Linked DNA regions of Capra hircus: region 2 is linked to region 1. The links are chromatin contacts, called in public Hi-C maps. All regions are on one chromosome and are shown on one strand. The core of a region is the stretch at or near the end of the contact, and the rest is flanking DNA. Distances in the headings are between cores, read along the strand shown. Region 1 has its middle 21 kb from the start of TEX35. Region 2 overlaps RALGPS2 (ras-specific guanine nucleotide-releasing factor RalGPS2).

Region 1 (4,686 bases), core at 1,491-3,990:
CCACTCCCACACAGGGACCATGACTCAGCCGACCTCCTACCACACCCTCATTCTGCTCTGGGTGTGACCCACCCTTTGACCTTCCCTTTGCCTCAGCCCCACCCACGTGTACCTGCTCTGACTGCTGGCCAGCTCAGCATTGCTCATGGCCCCTAGCCCTGAAATCCTTCTGGTTTGGTCTCTCCCAAGAACATCCCTTCTCAGGCAGTCCTATTCGTTATGTCCTGGCCTTCCTGGGCCCTTCCCCTCTCTGGCCCTGGCCTTAGGGGTCCTGGCATCTCTCACCTGCTGCCAGGTAACAAGAAGGCAGGAATCTGGATCGCATCACTGGACAATGATAAGTTTAAGACTTTTCAATTCAGTTGCTCAGTCGTGTCTGACTCTTTGCGACCCCATGAATCGCAGTACGCCAGGCCTCCCTGTCCATCACCAATTCCCGGAGTTCACTCAAACTCACGTGCATTGGGTCAGTGATGCCATCCAGTCATCTCATCCTGTGTCATCCCCTTCTCCTCCTGCCCCCAATCCCTCCCAGCATCAGGGTCTTTTCCAATCAAGTCAACTCTTCGCATGAGGTGGCCAAAGTACTAGAGTTTCAGCTTCAGCATCAGTCCTTCCAATGAACACACAGGACTGATCTCCTTTAGGATGGACTGGTTGGATCTCCTTGCAGTCCAAGGGACTCTCAAGAGTCTTCTCCAACACCACAGTTCAAAAGCATCAATTCTTCAGTGTTCAGCTTTCTTCACAGTCCAACTCTCACATCCATACATGACCACTGGAAAAACCATAGCCTTGACTAGACGGACCTTTGTTGGCAAAGTAATGTCTCTGCTTTTTATTATGCTATCTAGGTTGGTCATAACTTTCCTTCCAAGGAGTAAGCGTCTTTTAATTTCATGGCTGCAGTCACCATCTGCAGTGATTTTGAAGCCCAAAAATATAAAGCCTGACACTGTTTCCACTGTTTCCCCGTCTATATCCCATGAAGTGACGGGACCAGATGCCATGATCTTCGTTTTCTGAATGTTGAGCTTTAAGCCAATTTTTTCCCTCTCCTCTTTCACTTTCATCAAGAGGCTCTTTAGTTCCTCTTCACTTTCTGCCATAAGGGTGGTGTCATCTGCATATCTGAGGTTATTGATATTTCTCCCGGCAATCTTGATTCCAGCTTGTGCTTCTTTCAGCCCAGCGTTTCTCATGATGTACTCTGCATAGAAGTTAAATAAGCAGGGTGACAATATACAGCCTTGACGTGCTCCTTTTCCTATTTGGAACCAGTCTGTTGTTCCATGTCCTTAAGGAGCATCAAACTTTGGTGCAGCAGGGTCCACGTGGGGCTGGAGGAAGGCAGTGTGAGATGTAGGTGTGAGGGCGAGATCTGTGGCCTCTGGAATCAGGACAGTTCCCTGGGGGATGTGGGACTTGAAGCAGGTACGGAGGACAGGCTGTGTGTGAGTCTGGGGGTGAGAAGTGGAGGGATTGGGCAGCAGGAACAAGTCACCTCCCTTACTCTAGCTGGCAAGCCCCAACCTGTCCTGGCCTTCCGCCACCTCTCACCCCTCATCGGCTACCACTTCCCATCCTCTCTTGGCTCAGAATGTCCCTGTCCCATCTTCACCCTGTCCCCTCTGCCTAGAATAATGCCGGCATGCAGGAGGTGGATCAGGGTTGTTGTTCTAGGGTGCTGAGCGGAAGTTCCTCTGAGGAGGTGACTTGTGGGTACCCTTGACCTATTGGAGAAAGCCATGCAGATACATGCATGTGTACACGCATGTCTTCACCATGTCTTGATTTCCTACAAATGGTGCTCCATGAGGCTCCCAGCCCCCTGCGGAGAGGTACCCAGGGCTTTAAGGCAGCCCCAGGTGTGGGCATGCAGACCTGGTCGGCTGGGGGAGTCCGGCTCAGGCTGCCAGGAACCACTTTCCTATTCCCACCTCAGACAGAGGGCAATGTCAAAGGCTGGTGGGCAGAGGCCAAGCCCCCAGCATTCACGTGTTCTATTATCACCCGGCCGGAAGCAGCATCCTCAGGGCAAGAAGGTGAACGGCAGAACACGCCCCCCTTCTCCGAAGCCCCCCTCGCTTCCCCTCGCCCAGCTTTTCTGCGAGAAGCACTGAGACCCATAAGAGAGCTACCCCGGCTCCAGGACGGAGTGCACTTTCCTGGGCAGCTTCCTTCCCATGTCAGGGACTGAAGTTTAAAGGACAAGGGAGGTCAGGGAATAAATGACTGTGACTAAGGCAGGGACCTCAAGGTTCCCTTTGCATAGACTGGTAATAGGCCTCTCGCTTCTGCCACGGGCTGTGATACAGTCCACCCGCCCAGAACATGACACTGGGAGAAATTTCAAGCGCCACTGAAATTAGTAGATGTTACTGTCTTCATGCACACTGTTTAGCTAAAAGCGGATTCGTTCCCGGCAAGGGAATGATAGCAACCTGACCCCGCGCATCACTCGGCGCCAAGCACTGTCTCGGTGTCCAGCCCCAGCGGAGGGAGGGAGCCGGGCTCGCAGGGTGCAGTTCCCGCCAGGCCCACTGGGTGGCGCAGGCACCGCACTCCGTAGGGAGCTGACCACCAGAGGCCGGGGGGCTGACTTCGAAGGAAAGGGTCCCCAGAGGAGGAGGGCCCCTCCATCTGTCACAGAGGACCCTGGCCTCGCAGCTCCGACCTGGGAGATCCGCTGCAACCTCATCCAAGCTCGGTTCCGACAGAGGGCTTCCCTTTGCTTTCCAGAAACTTCTCTCCTGGGGATTCTCATCTCACAGAGCAGGCTCCAAGGCAAGGGCTTGGCCACAGATGTGCTGGAGCCCAGGAAAGAAAGTGGGGGTGGAGGGGGTGCAGGGAGGAGGGGAGCTCTTACAAAGTGAAATAAGGCCCAATGGTCGATGCCAGACCTGGGGTCAGCCTTCTTGGTTTGGTAGTAAACCAACCTGCCGCATCCTGATCTCCTGCAGATATTGGGGGGTTGGGGGGAATAGGGGAATGAGATGCTGTCCTGGGAGATGGGAATGGAGAGGGGAGATGGAGGCAGAGAAGCGGAGAGTAGCCAGACTAGACACCTTGTCAAGTAGGGCCCAGGCCAGCTAGAATGAGGGGTGTGGGGGGGTCCTCCTGAGTACAGTTGTTTGGCATTTTCTTCCAAGGTTCTCAGATGCTTGTGGAAACCTGCTGTCTCCCCTTCTTCTGACTTGATCCTTCTTCTGCCTCTGGGCAATGCCCCATTTGCCCAGTTCGAATCTGCCTTTTGTTTGTGAGAAGAAAAAGAGATGAGCACTGGAGCTTTCTGGGGAGAGTGGAGCCGGGAGAGCCAAGAAGTGGAGCTGGAACAGGTACCTGGGGATTGATGCACGCCTTGAGTGTAGGTCTTAGGGCCCTAACCCACCTTCTGCTTCTTTGGCACATCCGCACCACCCCTGGGATGTTTCTCCACATGTAGCAGGGCCTTCCTTCAAGTTCATTGTCCAACTACGTCCGAGAGAGCTGAAGAGCAACGTCAGGATAACGTGCCTCTGAGCTATTTGTATAAAATGCAGATTCCACCTTCTTGTTTCTAAAGATTCTAATTCGAGAAGATGAGGATGGGGCCCAGGAATCTGCATTTTAACAGACACTGGAAGAGAATCCCAGGCATGGTGGCTAGGTTCCACTTGGAGCAATACCAGCGGAAGCTTTGGGGCACTACGTTTCACTGAGAGAAGCCTGCAGCCAGCAGCTCCTCCTTCCTTTCTGAGCATCTCCTCTGGCTTGGTGTGACTTCAGGGTCAGCAACTCTAGAGCATTTCTTCCCCTGCGCTCAGCCTCTTCAGCTTTCCCAGGCCTGGTTTTACTTATTTTTCTTTCTCCCGACCTCACTGGAACATTGAGCTCCATTCTTTTAGTAGGTAAGCTCTTTATTAACATCAGCCTAGAATTTTGGGAAGCCTCAAACAGTTGTGCAGCATTGGATAAATCCTGTAAGAAATGAAATTATCATTTGCCAGCCATTATTATGGAACCTGCATTCTGCAACCATGTAATTTTCTTTTCTTAAATGATTCTGATTTGAGTCTAAAACACCTCCCTTCCCTTCCCACCCCCATTCCTCTGAGCTGAACCTCCCGAACTCTAGATGGTTGCACTGTCAATCACAATTTCTTTCATTCTTTTTATTCTTCATGGAATGAGAGAGGCACAAACAATGTTTTTAAATAAAATTTAAGAAAATGTCTACATGTCCTTATCTCCTGGAAGAACTTTAAGTAACTACATTTCCCTGGGGTTTACTTTCCTGCCTGGCTCAACCTGCTATCATAAAAATAGAAAGTTGGCAGACAAATACACAGAGTCCACAGAGTTGGGTATTTCCTTATTGCATTTTTAAGAGCAGTATTTTGTAATTGCTGTGATAATACAAGGGATGATATTTCTGAGAGTAAGCCCAGAGCACATTCCCTGCTGGTGTCTGCCCTCTAATAACCCCATGCGATGATGGCGACGCAGTACCAGTAGGGGATCATCACAGAACATTAATAAGGAGGAAGCTGAGAGCTGGCGCCAGGAGCGCTGCAGAGACAGAAAGCAGTAACTAGGCCAGGCAGGCCCGTCATTTTTGCACTTTGAGCAAGAAGTGAGAAATGGAAAACATTTTCTCTACCTTCCCAGCACTGATGTCTTTGAGCTGTGGTGCTGGTGAAGAGT
Region 2 (4,281 bases), core at 1,417-3,916, 200 kb after region 1:
AGTTATTGATTCCCTGCAAGCCCAGTCAGAATCTTAGCAGGCCTTTTCTGTAGAAATTGACAAGGTGATTCTGAAATTCATGTAGAAATGGCTGGGACCCAGAATATCTAAAACAACTTTGAAAAAGAAGAACAAGATTGGAGAGCTAATACTGCCTGATATCACAATTCATTGCAGAACTAAAATAATCAAAACAGTGTAGTATTGGTATCAAGACTGAGAAATAGATCAGTGGAATAGAAGAGTCCAGAAAAAAGTCCAATAAATATATGGACAACTGAATTTTAATGCAAGTACAAATGTAATTCATTGAAGAAAAGATAGTCTGTTAAAAAAAATGATGCTGGCTCAATTGGATATATATATATAAGCAAATGAACTTCATCTATACCTTGCACTATATACAAAAATCAAATCAAAATGAATCATAGACCTCAATGTAAAACCTGAAGTTATAAAACATGGAGACCAAAACAGGGCAAAATCTTTGTGACCTTGATTTAGGTAAGTATTTCTTAGATACAACACGAAAAGCACAGCCCATAAAACAACACATTGATGAGTTGAACTCCATCAAATTAAAGTGTGTGCCCTTTGAAAAATACTAAGAGATGCTTAGTAAACACCTGTGGAATTGAGTTGGTTCTTCGGTCCTCCTGGTATCCTGACCTGGAACTGGGGATCATGGGCTTCTGTCTCTCTTCAGATCACAACTGTTTCAGTGGCCCTCTGTGGCCCTTATTTTTTTCACCTGTAACGTGTATAGTTTGGACCACATGATTTCCAGGGTTCCTTCCAGCTTGGACACCTAACATGTCTGTGAAACAATTGACTTGCAAAGCAATATCTACCATTAAATGTGTTTTTTTAAATAAAAATTAAAAACAATTTAATTCATTTGGTGAAGTGGTTCTCAAATGAGGCAGTTTTGTCCCCCAGGGGACATTTGGTAGTATCTGGAGATATTTGATTGCCAAAACTAGTTAATGGCATCTAGTGGATAGATACTACCAAACAGCCTAAGTGATGCATAGCCAAAGTCCTCCTCACACAGAATTATCTAGTCCCAAATATCAGTAGTGCCAAGGTTAAGAAATCCTAGTATAGAGTATCTAAAATCTATTTAGCTGCTTATTATTTGAAACCTGTGTTATTATACATTCCTATGTTGAACTCGACAGACATGAGTTTGAGTAAACTCCAGGAGTTGGTGATGGACAGGGAGGCCTGCCGTGCTGCAATTCATGGGGTTGCAGAGAGTCGGACACGACTGAGCGACTGAACTGAACTGATGTTGAACATATTCTTGGTAAAACAAGTTGCTTAATAAAATCCTTTGGAGAACATTGTGTCTTAGATTTTGGGGAATGTGTGTAGATGATGTATTTGTGAGACTCTTATTTTTGAAATAATTTTTATATAACTGTGGGGAGTTGATCAATTTGGATATGTTGAAGTTTGTGTTCTCATACCATTTAGAAAAAAATATACATTTTTTGAAATTCCCTGGTGGTCCAGCGGTTAAGAATCCACCTTACACTGCAGGGGACATGGGTTTGATCCTTGGTCAGGGAGTTAACATCCCACCCACATGCCGCAGAAAAACGAAGCTCACTTGCTGCAACTACTGAACCCATGCACCACAACTGGAGGATCCATGTGCCAAACAAGATCCTGCGTGACACAACTAAGACCTGACACAGCCAATAAATAAAAACTTAAAAATGGTTTTAAAAAACCACCACCACCATACATATAATTGCCCAGCCTAGTCTAGTAGAGGCCACCAGTAGAGCTTAATTTTAATGGATGAACTAAAATTTCGTTTTTTAAATTATCTGAAATTTACATTTAAGATTTGCTAATTACAAATGGCTATTTTGCTGCCTTTTTGCCAATATTCCACAGATAGGCCGAGACCCAGGTTCTCAGATTGGAGAATTTCATCAGTTTACATGGTGATGCTTAGATGGTAGTGTTTTTTTGTTTTCTTGTTATTTAAAAAAAAGAGAGAGAACCTAGGGGAGAGAGAAAATAAGTTTTAGTGGAAGAATGAAATGAACAGGGATTTGAATTGGGTTGAGAACATTGGCCCTTAATATGTTGCCTTATGAGAAGTGGTATTTTTTCAAATAGAAGGATACTAGGAATTTTGTATATTCAGTTTGATAAGTAGTTTGCTGCTAATACAAATATATCTACAGCTGCACCCAGAAGATTGATGTTACACAGTTGAATTTGGTCCACACATAGCCGCCTTCTACATGTTAATCCCACCTGTTGTACTGAAGGAGTACTTTCTGAGATAGAATCTATCCCTGTTTTTGTTCTAGGCCAGGAGTTGGCTGACTTTCCATCAAGGCCCCAGATAGTAAATACTTTAGGCCTTTTTTTTTTTTTTTTTTTGTAGGCCATGCAGTCTGTGTTGCATCTATTCAGGTCTGCCTTTGTAGCATAAAAGGAACCATAAACAGTACAGAAATAAAGAAGTGTGGCCGTGTCCCAATAAAATGTAATTTACAAAAATAAGCCTGGGTCCAGCTTGTAAATTGTAGTTTGCCAACCCCTGTTGTAAGCCATCAGCATTTTCTCTTTGGAACATTTGGCATTTCTGGTTAGTTTCCCAGTGGTGGCTGGTTGCAGATGGAAGAAAGAGGTACCTTGTCACTTGCAGCTGCTCTGCTGTATTGAATGGCTTTTCTTGATGATGGTGTGGGGTAAGTGGATGACAGGAGCTTTAACTGAGAAAGAGAGTTAGCTCTTTAATTCTTTAGTTAGAGTTAAAAAAAAAAAAAAAAAAGGCTTGGTTCCCTTCTCCATTACAACCCATATGCAGGTGGTCGACAAATTCTAGCAAGTTTACCTTTGAAAAGTCTCTGGAATTAGGTTGTGTGTGTGTGTTTAATAGAAGTACTTATAACCTCTTGGCTGGAGCAGGGTAATACCTTCTTATCACTCTCTGCTTTTAAGGGTTCTTTTCTCTAATCCATCAACTTCCGCAGATGTTGCCAGCTACCTTTCTAAAATGAAAGTGTTATGGCACACATCTCTGCCTATAAAAAATTACACAGTGATTCCCAGTCATTCAGAATAGTGGTTCTTAACCACTTTTTATTTCTGAGTTCCTTTGAAAATCATTTGATAGCTACAGATCCAGGAAAATGATTTTGTGTGTGTGTGTGTTTATCACACAGTTTTCATACTTTGGGGAGCAGGGCATTTCATGGCCCTAGGGTTTAATTCGTGATCTCTCAGTTAAGAAATCTTGATTTAGAGAGTAAAGTGCATGTTTCTTCCCAGGCTGTTGTTAATATTTTGTGATCTTCCTCCAGTCTGTCTTCATAGATTATTCATTTCTGTACACACACGCACACATACATGCATGCACACTTTTTCTGCAACACATTAACCAGCATTGTCCTGACATGCCAATTTCTTCCATTCTTCTGTCTTTGCAAGTATTATTTACTCTTTTCAAGAATGTCCTTACCATTACCCTCCATCTGCCCAACATTTGCTTGTTAAGGCTCATCTCAAATATCAGGTTCTCTGTGAAAGCCATCCTCACCTTTCCTCCTTGACAGACATAGTAAATATGGAGGAATTATAGTGACTGAGACTTGCAGAGAAACCTTCCCTTTGGAAGGGAAAGGTATGGATAAGGATGGAAGAAGGAAAATTCTAGGAGAGAGTTCCTTACTCATAAGAGATATTCCTCCTCTTAACCTCCGTGAGCCTCAGTTTCCTAAGTTGAATGTAATAATATTTATCTCAGGGGGCTATTAAAATAAATGAAGAATGTCTCAATCCCTACAGCACCTCAGTCTTTATGCAGGCAATTCCCTTCCTCTGGTCATTGGGTGGCCCCAGGATACAGGAGCAAACATCTTCGGAGATCCAGTACTCTTGGTTCTTAATAAAATGTCTGAATGGAAAACTAGGCTGTAAATCTAGTAATACAAGATTGCTTGAAATCCTTCTGCCAAAATTGTGGTAAGGTGTGTGTTGTAAGCTACAAGTTGCTATGCTAATATTTATATTGTTACAGGCATTGCTGCTTTTAAAAGGCCAGTGGGTCTTTGCTATTAAAGTATGTGATGCTTTTTTTTAGCTAGTCAGTTGCTGCTAGAATAGAGCCCCATCTTTCGCAAATTAACACTTATGGTTTTCACTGTTCGGTGAATGACTGGGAGGGTGTATAACCTGATAATTTGTAATTTTGCTGGGCACATATTGGTCCTAGTCTGCCACTGGTAGGCACATTTGTTATTCTCTGGATTT

What was found. A called contact is a pair of places that touch in the nucleus more often than the background predicts.
Region 2: a Hi-C map of blood shows a contact between it and region 1, with 4 times the contacts expected there. The contact joins two enhancer-like sites. A contact is called at or near these places in 3 of 5 Hi-C or Micro-C datasets (all in blood).

Annotation. Positions count from the first base shown.
Region 1 is chr16:58,549,506-58,554,191 of ARS1.2, forward strand. No RefSeq gene overlaps it. Among named protein-coding and RNA genes, the nearest start is that of TEX35, 21 kb to the left of the region's middle. Within about 2 kb of position 2,741, at least 3 of the 5 cell types and tissues checked have an H3K27ac peak or open chromatin away from gene starts, as enhancers often do.
Region 2 is chr16:58,752,210-58,756,490 of ARS1.2, forward strand. The region is part of intron 1 of RALGPS2 (ras-specific guanine nucleotide-releasing factor RalGPS2); the gene reads left to right. Among named protein-coding and RNA genes, the nearest start is that of RALGPS2, 23 kb to the left of the region's middle. Within about 2 kb of position 2,667, at least 1 of the 5 cell types and tissues checked has an H3K27ac peak or open chromatin away from gene starts, as enhancers often do.